Regions from separate parts of the Drosophila melanogaster genome. Here region 1 is linked to region 2. A link is a contact called in public targeted proximity ligation data. All regions are on one chromosome and are shown on one strand. The core of a region is the stretch at or near the end of the contact, and the rest is flanking DNA. Distances in the headings are between cores, read along the strand shown. Region 1 holds the start of Eaat2 (Excitatory amino acid transporter 2). Region 2 holds the start of CG13689.

Evidence for each region.
Region 1: a targeted proximity ligation map of the Kc167 cell line shows a contact between it and region 2, with 9 times the contacts expected there. A contact is called at or near these places in 33 of 107 Hi-C or Micro-C datasets (the Clone 8 cell line, the D17-c3 cell line, the Kc167 cell line and 17 more) and 2 of 7 datasets of targeted methods (both in the Kc167 cell line).

Annotation. Positions count from the first base shown.
Region 1 is chr2L:743,096-746,396 of dm6, reverse strand. It overlaps Eaat2 (Excitatory amino acid transporter 2), which reads left to right and starts at 2,002. Exons shown (of 8, transcript NM_058079.3): 1 at 2,002-2,201; 2 at 2,774-3,059.
Region 2 is chr2L:600,815-604,365 of dm6, reverse strand. CG13689 reads right to left here and starts at 1,553. Exons shown (of 2, transcript NM_001272910.1): 1 at 1,417-1,553; 2 at 1-1,292. The coding sequence starts at 1,495. The coding sequence ends at 1,027.

The sequences.
Region 1 (3,301 bases), core at 753-3,252, 140 kb before region 2:
GCCCAAAAGCCGAACAAAAACAGCACAAAAATCCACACACAATATTTTCGGCGGGCTGTAAATTCAATATCACTTGATTTATTTTGAGATCGGATTTGGCTGCTGATTGACACAAGCCATTGATGCCATGCACTCGAAACTAATGTTGAATTTTTAAATTTTGAACTTATAAAATAATTATATATTTACGTTTATGCTGAACATATAAGTTAGTGTTTTGCGAAATAAAGTTCGACTTTTATGGGAAAAATTCACGTATTCCACGTACCGAGAGAACACTGTACTAATATTTTACCCGCTGCGGCCGCTTGGTCTGTGAGAAATACAGACTGTTAAGTGCTGACGGCGAAGAGTCTTCTTTTATACCGACCAGCATCAATGTTGGGCCTTCAACTCTGTTCAACCAAAGTGAGTAAGCTCAGTTCGCCGGTTGTAAACAAACGACAGCTGTTGCATGTGGCACCCTTTATGTGCGTTTCGCTTTCCCCAGACAGCTTTTCCTTAGCCGGGTCGCGAACCAGTTTATGGCACTGCCCCAGTATTCATACTGCCATAAATGAGTTAATAGCTAGTCCAATCGACGCAATCGTTCTCTCTGAAGAAATATTTCGGACTCAATGCTAATAAAATGATTAAGGAATTCCCAGAAATGCACACTATCTATTAGTAATACATCAGCATTGCCGGTTTTGTTTTATTTCATATAAATATCTAAATGTATTAGAATGAAGCATTGGTATTTCTTGATTTAGAAACAGTCCTAGCAGTTAGTAACTCTTAACGGTTAACTTTACAATATCTAGCGAAACAGGGATTAGAATGCATATGTGTGTGCAGTGCGTAGTCGGTGGTATTGTCGGCACTTGCGATGACGTCTCCTTTTGGTCCGCCGGGGTCAGGTGGCCGGGGGCAGGCTCCTTCACCTTTCGAACCCTAATTGGATTTTTGCGGCTCAACGGTCTGCTTATGTAAGGCAACCTTTGGCGGACTCCCCATCAACTATCGCTGATACAAGTTGGCACGCAATGTACCCATATCAGTGTTATTTTCCGTCTCCATTTATCTCTGCTTATGTATTATGTAAATTGGGCCTATAATGAGACCTATCATTTGAGGAAGCCAGATTGCGGTGGCCAATTTGTTTTTGAAAGCAATTCTCACACAGGTAGAATATTTCTATCTGCCCCTATCCCTTTTCCCCAAAAACAGTGCACCTGCAACACGCTCTAATTAAAATGACAAATAGAAACATACAAAAGTGTTTCATCTCGGTACCTTGGCATCGGGCAACGAGGCGTATGCGTAATTTTCTCAGCTTCGCTGCTTTCTCGCACCCTTCGGGTTGCAATTTTCCACTTTAGGCTGTATCTGAGATCCACGCAAGTTGAGCAATAACAGAATCGTTTACTTGATCATTTGAAATACCAGCAAGAGTATTAATGAGTGTGCTTGACTTGACAACATATTTAACATACAATGAAAAATTATAATAGAACGGGTATTTAATCATTCCACCTACTTTTAAGCAAATGTATCATATCCGGCTTTCTTTAAGGTGCTTGTTATTTGACTTAATATTTAATGGGTATCTTTTAGTCGTCTATTTGTTAGTTTTGGCATTCGTGTCTGTTTAAGGTAATTTTCCTAAAGATTTAAAGTGTGTCAAAGTGCATTAAACAATTGTCGTTTATTTTCGGGTGTTGGGAACGTTTGTTTTTGTTGAGGGGGGGGGGGGGAGGTGGTGCGGTGATATAAACATAGTGTATAGGCATATGCACAGACAGAACAGAGACAGATGAGGTCTCTTTGACGCGTTTTGCTGGCGTCACAAGCGGCTTTCTCGCTCTCTCGCTGTCGCATTAGGTGACCAGAGAATTAGAGAAATAACGTAGAGAACCCTTGCAGCAAAGTGAAAACAAAATGTGGCGAAAACAAAGCCAAAGAAATGTGCCTGGCGGTGGGCTCTTCTGGTCGCAACTGCTTAAATTAAATACATTGCTCACTTTCTGTTCAATTGGCGAGCCCAGCGGACATCGGAGGAGCCGCTTCAGATCGCGTTCAGTTCAGAGTGGATTCCGTTCAAGATTCCGTTCCGTTAGAGCGCTCAGCGTCCGTCGATCGCCAGGCAGTTAAGACCGCGACCTCGCGGCATTCCGGCTGCAGTCTCCGGTTCCGTGTCGCGTCGATCGTTTCGTCTTGAGGTACCCGGAGATCCTTCCCGATCCCTGCACGTCCAAAAACCTATTCCCTTCCGTGTAGGAAGCTAAGGAGCAATGTTTCCAGCTTGGGAATACATTTAGTTAGCAAGGTTCAGTAGGTCATCATTACTCGGCAATAATGTGTTATTAATTGGTTCTTAGCGAAACAAATTGTGTTGCCAAATAACATACAAGGACGGTGTAATTAAAGCCCAACGATATTTGTTTTTACATGGAAGCAGGGTGTCAACTAATTGTCGCCATTTCCCAGTTATGAGCGGTGTATATAACCCGCATAAGGGTCATACAAAAGTCGGTCGAAGAACAATTTAAGCCTTTCCTGCATACAACTTGCACTGTGAATCACCTAACAAAAAGCTGGGGCGTAATTTAATTTTGGTACTCTCACCATTCGTTCCTCGTTCCAATCAACACCCCCACCCACTTAGTCTTTCCTAGTAAACAAACCTTGAAGTCAAGCCCCCTCGAATCCAGACCAAAGCAGAGAAAAGCAAACATTGTCCCCTAACACCAAAGCCCCCTTGGGGTTGCCTACCATTTTGTGGTATCCGCAGGTAGAAGACAATCCTCTACAACGGCTACAGCAGTGCAACGCATTTTGAAACTGTTGATGCAACGGCAGCAGAAATTGCTGCGGAAAATATTCCAACTGACTGCATTGGCAAAACGTTAAGTATTCGCAGTGGTGTGCGCGCAAAAAAACCAAAAGGCGGTGATAAAGTGCCAAGCAAAATACCAACGAGTGAGTGGAAAGTGAGACATACAGCACAGAACAATAATTATCGCGGGGAGTGCCATCAACCAGCTCCATCCTGGGTAATCTGTGGTTAATCGTCCGAGGTGAGCTCATCCAAAAACAACACGGAAAATTACAGAGCGGTGGCGACAAGTGAAACCTGAAATATAGTTATTAAGTTGCCATTAACAGTTTGGTGTTTTAGCAGAACTCAGAGAACCGATCAAACATTTTCACTGCCAACCATTTTTTTGAAGTTCACAATTTTTACTATATATGCTAGTCGTATAAAAAATCTTCGTAAAGGGTATCACCTATTCGGCGTATTTCTGTTGCAAGTTTCAGT
Region 2 (3,551 bases), core at 304-2,803:
AATTCGAATGGGAATTTTGTAACAACAAATGGTTTTCTGAACACCGAAGATAAATGGACTGGGAGAAACTCATATTTTGAAGTAATGAGAATTAAATGTGAGCATAAAGGACTATCGAGCAATGCGATTTCTTACAGTGCACTTGCAGTTGCTGTTGGCTTACTGCTATTGCTGCCGGTTGCAGGTGGCCGCCATTTGGGCCATGATTTATGCAGTGGCCGGGCATTAGAAAGGTCGTTCGCAGTTGTCGTCGCCAGTCGTGATTTCAGTGGAGAATGAGGAGCAGGTGGGAAACGAGCTCCGTGGGGCGGAGGAGCTTGGTCAGGAGAGAGAGGATGGGGGATATAAGTAAGCCAAGAAAATCCATTGCCACTCAGAGTCGGACGTCTTAATTAGGTTTTCTGCTGAAAAGTGCCGAAAAATGTTGGCTAATGCCCAACTTGCCACGCCCACACGAGCAGCAGACATTGTCTCTGACCCACAAATGGTCCTCCATCCTACCAAAAGCCCCTCTCCCTTTTTAGTCATGCCCCAATTTGAAGCTTTCTTCTGGTTCTCCCAGCGCGATTATAAATGACATCGCATTAGTCTTGGTCGGGTTAATGTGCGTTTCCTTTGGCCAAAAAACTGCCAACTTCGCACAACTTCATTAGTGGAGAACCATGTGAGAAAAGCAGAATATCAGACACTTGTCTCCCGCTTGAAGAGTTCCGGGAATTAAAGTACAGTTGCTTTTTCGTCCTACGCAGGTCTTGATTCTAGCCCTTTGAGGCATTCAGTTAGAATGGCTAAGTATGAACATTAAGTTATCAAAACATCTTATATACTTAATACGTTCAAGACAAAGTGCTACATATAAAAATATCCCCTATAAAAGGTACATTTTCTGCTTACCAAAACTAAATACCAAACCTATAAACTTGAGCTTAAATTATAACATTTTACGTAAGATACATTTTTAAGTCATTACCAGATAAAAATGAACTGTAAGTTTTCATCTGCGTAAAAACCTATTTTACCAAAATTCTAATCTAAAGAGTCGGTGGTTTGGGCAGTTCTTCGATCCCTGAGTTCCTGCTGATGCTTAATGGTCACCTCGAGGAACTTCAGATAGCCCTCGTCAATGGGTTCGATCTCCTCATCCTCGGAAGAACTCTCGTACACGTAGTCCAGGCAGTGAAACGTTCCTGTTTCCTTGGGAATATCCTCAAGGTCCTGATCCAGATTCGGATTAACCTCAGGGCAGAGACTCATAACATGATTGTGGTGCCATTCAAAAAGGCTTTGGTATACTACAATAACAGGGAATTTTAAATGGTTAACACTATTAAAAAACTTATTAATGACTATTATTGTTACTTTGAGCCACATTGCTCCACTGATCTCGAGATGTATGTGGCTTCGGCTTTCCCTCACTTTTCTGCCTTCGTCTGCGCTGCTTGCTCCTATTCCTGTTTCTTTTCCTTGCCATTTCCTCCGATTTCCAATCCTCCATTGGCTTTTATTAGGAAAATACAAACATTCGTCGCCTTTTGTTTACTTCTCAGCATAAGCAATAACAAGATTGCAGTGTTGCCAAATTATCCAAAATGTGGCCAGAAACTGAAATCTAGCGACCGCTTCACAGAATTATATATTTTGGTTCATATGAAGCGCTTTAATAATGATTCATTATAATTTTGATTTGGCAATTGGTTGTTTTCTTTGTAAATAATTTTAAATAATATCTTTTTAAAAGCAGTTTAAGATTGTGATGTGAATAATCGTCTATCGGACTGTAACAGCTGTTAATTCCAGTGTGTGTACAGATTGTAAACAACGCGAACTCCAGATGGCGTCTTATTACTGTTACCGGAAATTAAGTACAGGGGCTTTCAGGGAACAACAGATGGCGCCACCATGTTACTTTTAGATATAATAATTATTGTTTCTAACTTAGAATCTCATAGATACATATTAAAAAAAATTGTCTTAAAAATCAATACAATATATTACAAAATTTATATAATTAATAATTATGAAATTATGCCGCAAATTAATGAAATGAAATTTTATTCATTTTTGAAGAATTACTTATTCCAACAAAATCTCTTCATTTCTTAAATGATAAAACCCTTATATTTCCCTGCCCTCGCGGCCAACCCCTTGAAGGCCTTTTCCGGTCAACCGACTGACTTCAAAACTCTGGTTCAGACCTTCCCGGCAAAGGGCAAGCGCAAAGTTAAAGCCAGAGCAGAAGCCAAGCCGGATCGGACCGAAATCCAGATCCAAGCCAATCCCAGCCAGAAACATAGCCAAACCAGGGCTAAGGCTAAAGCCTGAGGAAAAGGCAGAGGAGTTTTGTTTTTCTAGCAAATTCAAATCCCGCGCTTATAAATCTCGGTCGATCGGTCGGTCGCTCGAAGTAGCGAAGAAGAAGTTCGGGAACCAAAACTAAAACTGGGATTAGGGCGGATCAATTTGGCTGTAGTGCGAATGCAAATTGGCCAGCGGTACGATTTAAATGAGGCGGCCAAACAAAGAGCACATTGATATGGAGTGCATCCTGCTGAGCCGGAACAAAAAGTCCGGGTATGGATGCACTTCCACTTTACCTGCCTCGTCCGGTTCATAAAGGAAAATTAGGTTTACACCTTCCCGGCCAATATGTTCATAAAACAATTTAGAGATTTACAAGGGGATCAACTTGAATGTGGTGCACAGTACATTCCATCCAACATATCCTGTGCCCCTCGTTCTTTTTTCCGTTCTCTTAAGTGGGTGTGGGTGTGTTTGTATTGCGGTTTTAGTGTAGCGAAAAAGGCGCGTGGTTATGGTTATGGATACGGATACAGATATGGATATCATGGCCATCATCCCGCCCATCATCCCTCACTTTTCCCGAGCAATTCACACATGTTTACTTTGGCAACTAGCGGGGGGAACGAAAGCTCTTCATTTCCGATGAAGTAATATGCGTTCTGATAATATGAAAAACATCCTGCGGCCAGGATTTGCACGCACTTATTCCCTTTTAATGGACTTGGCCAGCGATTTTTTGCCCGCATTTATTTTGCATATTTTTTGCGCGCATCGAAGCCAAAAAAAGATTTTAATTCGAGTGGTTCCTACGTGTGCTGGTGCCAGTAAACTAGTTCGGAAATTCGAATTTACATTGAAATAATTTCAGATTTGGAGAGCATAAACTTATAGACGACGTTGGTCAGGATGGCGGATCATGCTCAAATAGAATATAATATATAGTATATATAGTTGAAAACAGCAATGAAATAAGCTTCTAAACTATAGAATGGTGTAATTTTTACGGTACCATGACTTTTGTTTAATTTTTACATATTATTTTTTATAATTCTTCCATTCGGAACCAGTTCCATTTCGGCTACTCGATTCGAATTCCAAGGAGAATCCTCGCCGCGGGGAACTGGGCGATTGCTACTTACTTGAGCTACATTAGGGACAATTTGCATTTGCACGGCTCGCAAATAGATATGTGGCCGCAGGACAACAAGACAATCAGGACTATCGGAACAATCGGAAGATGGGAGGATGCC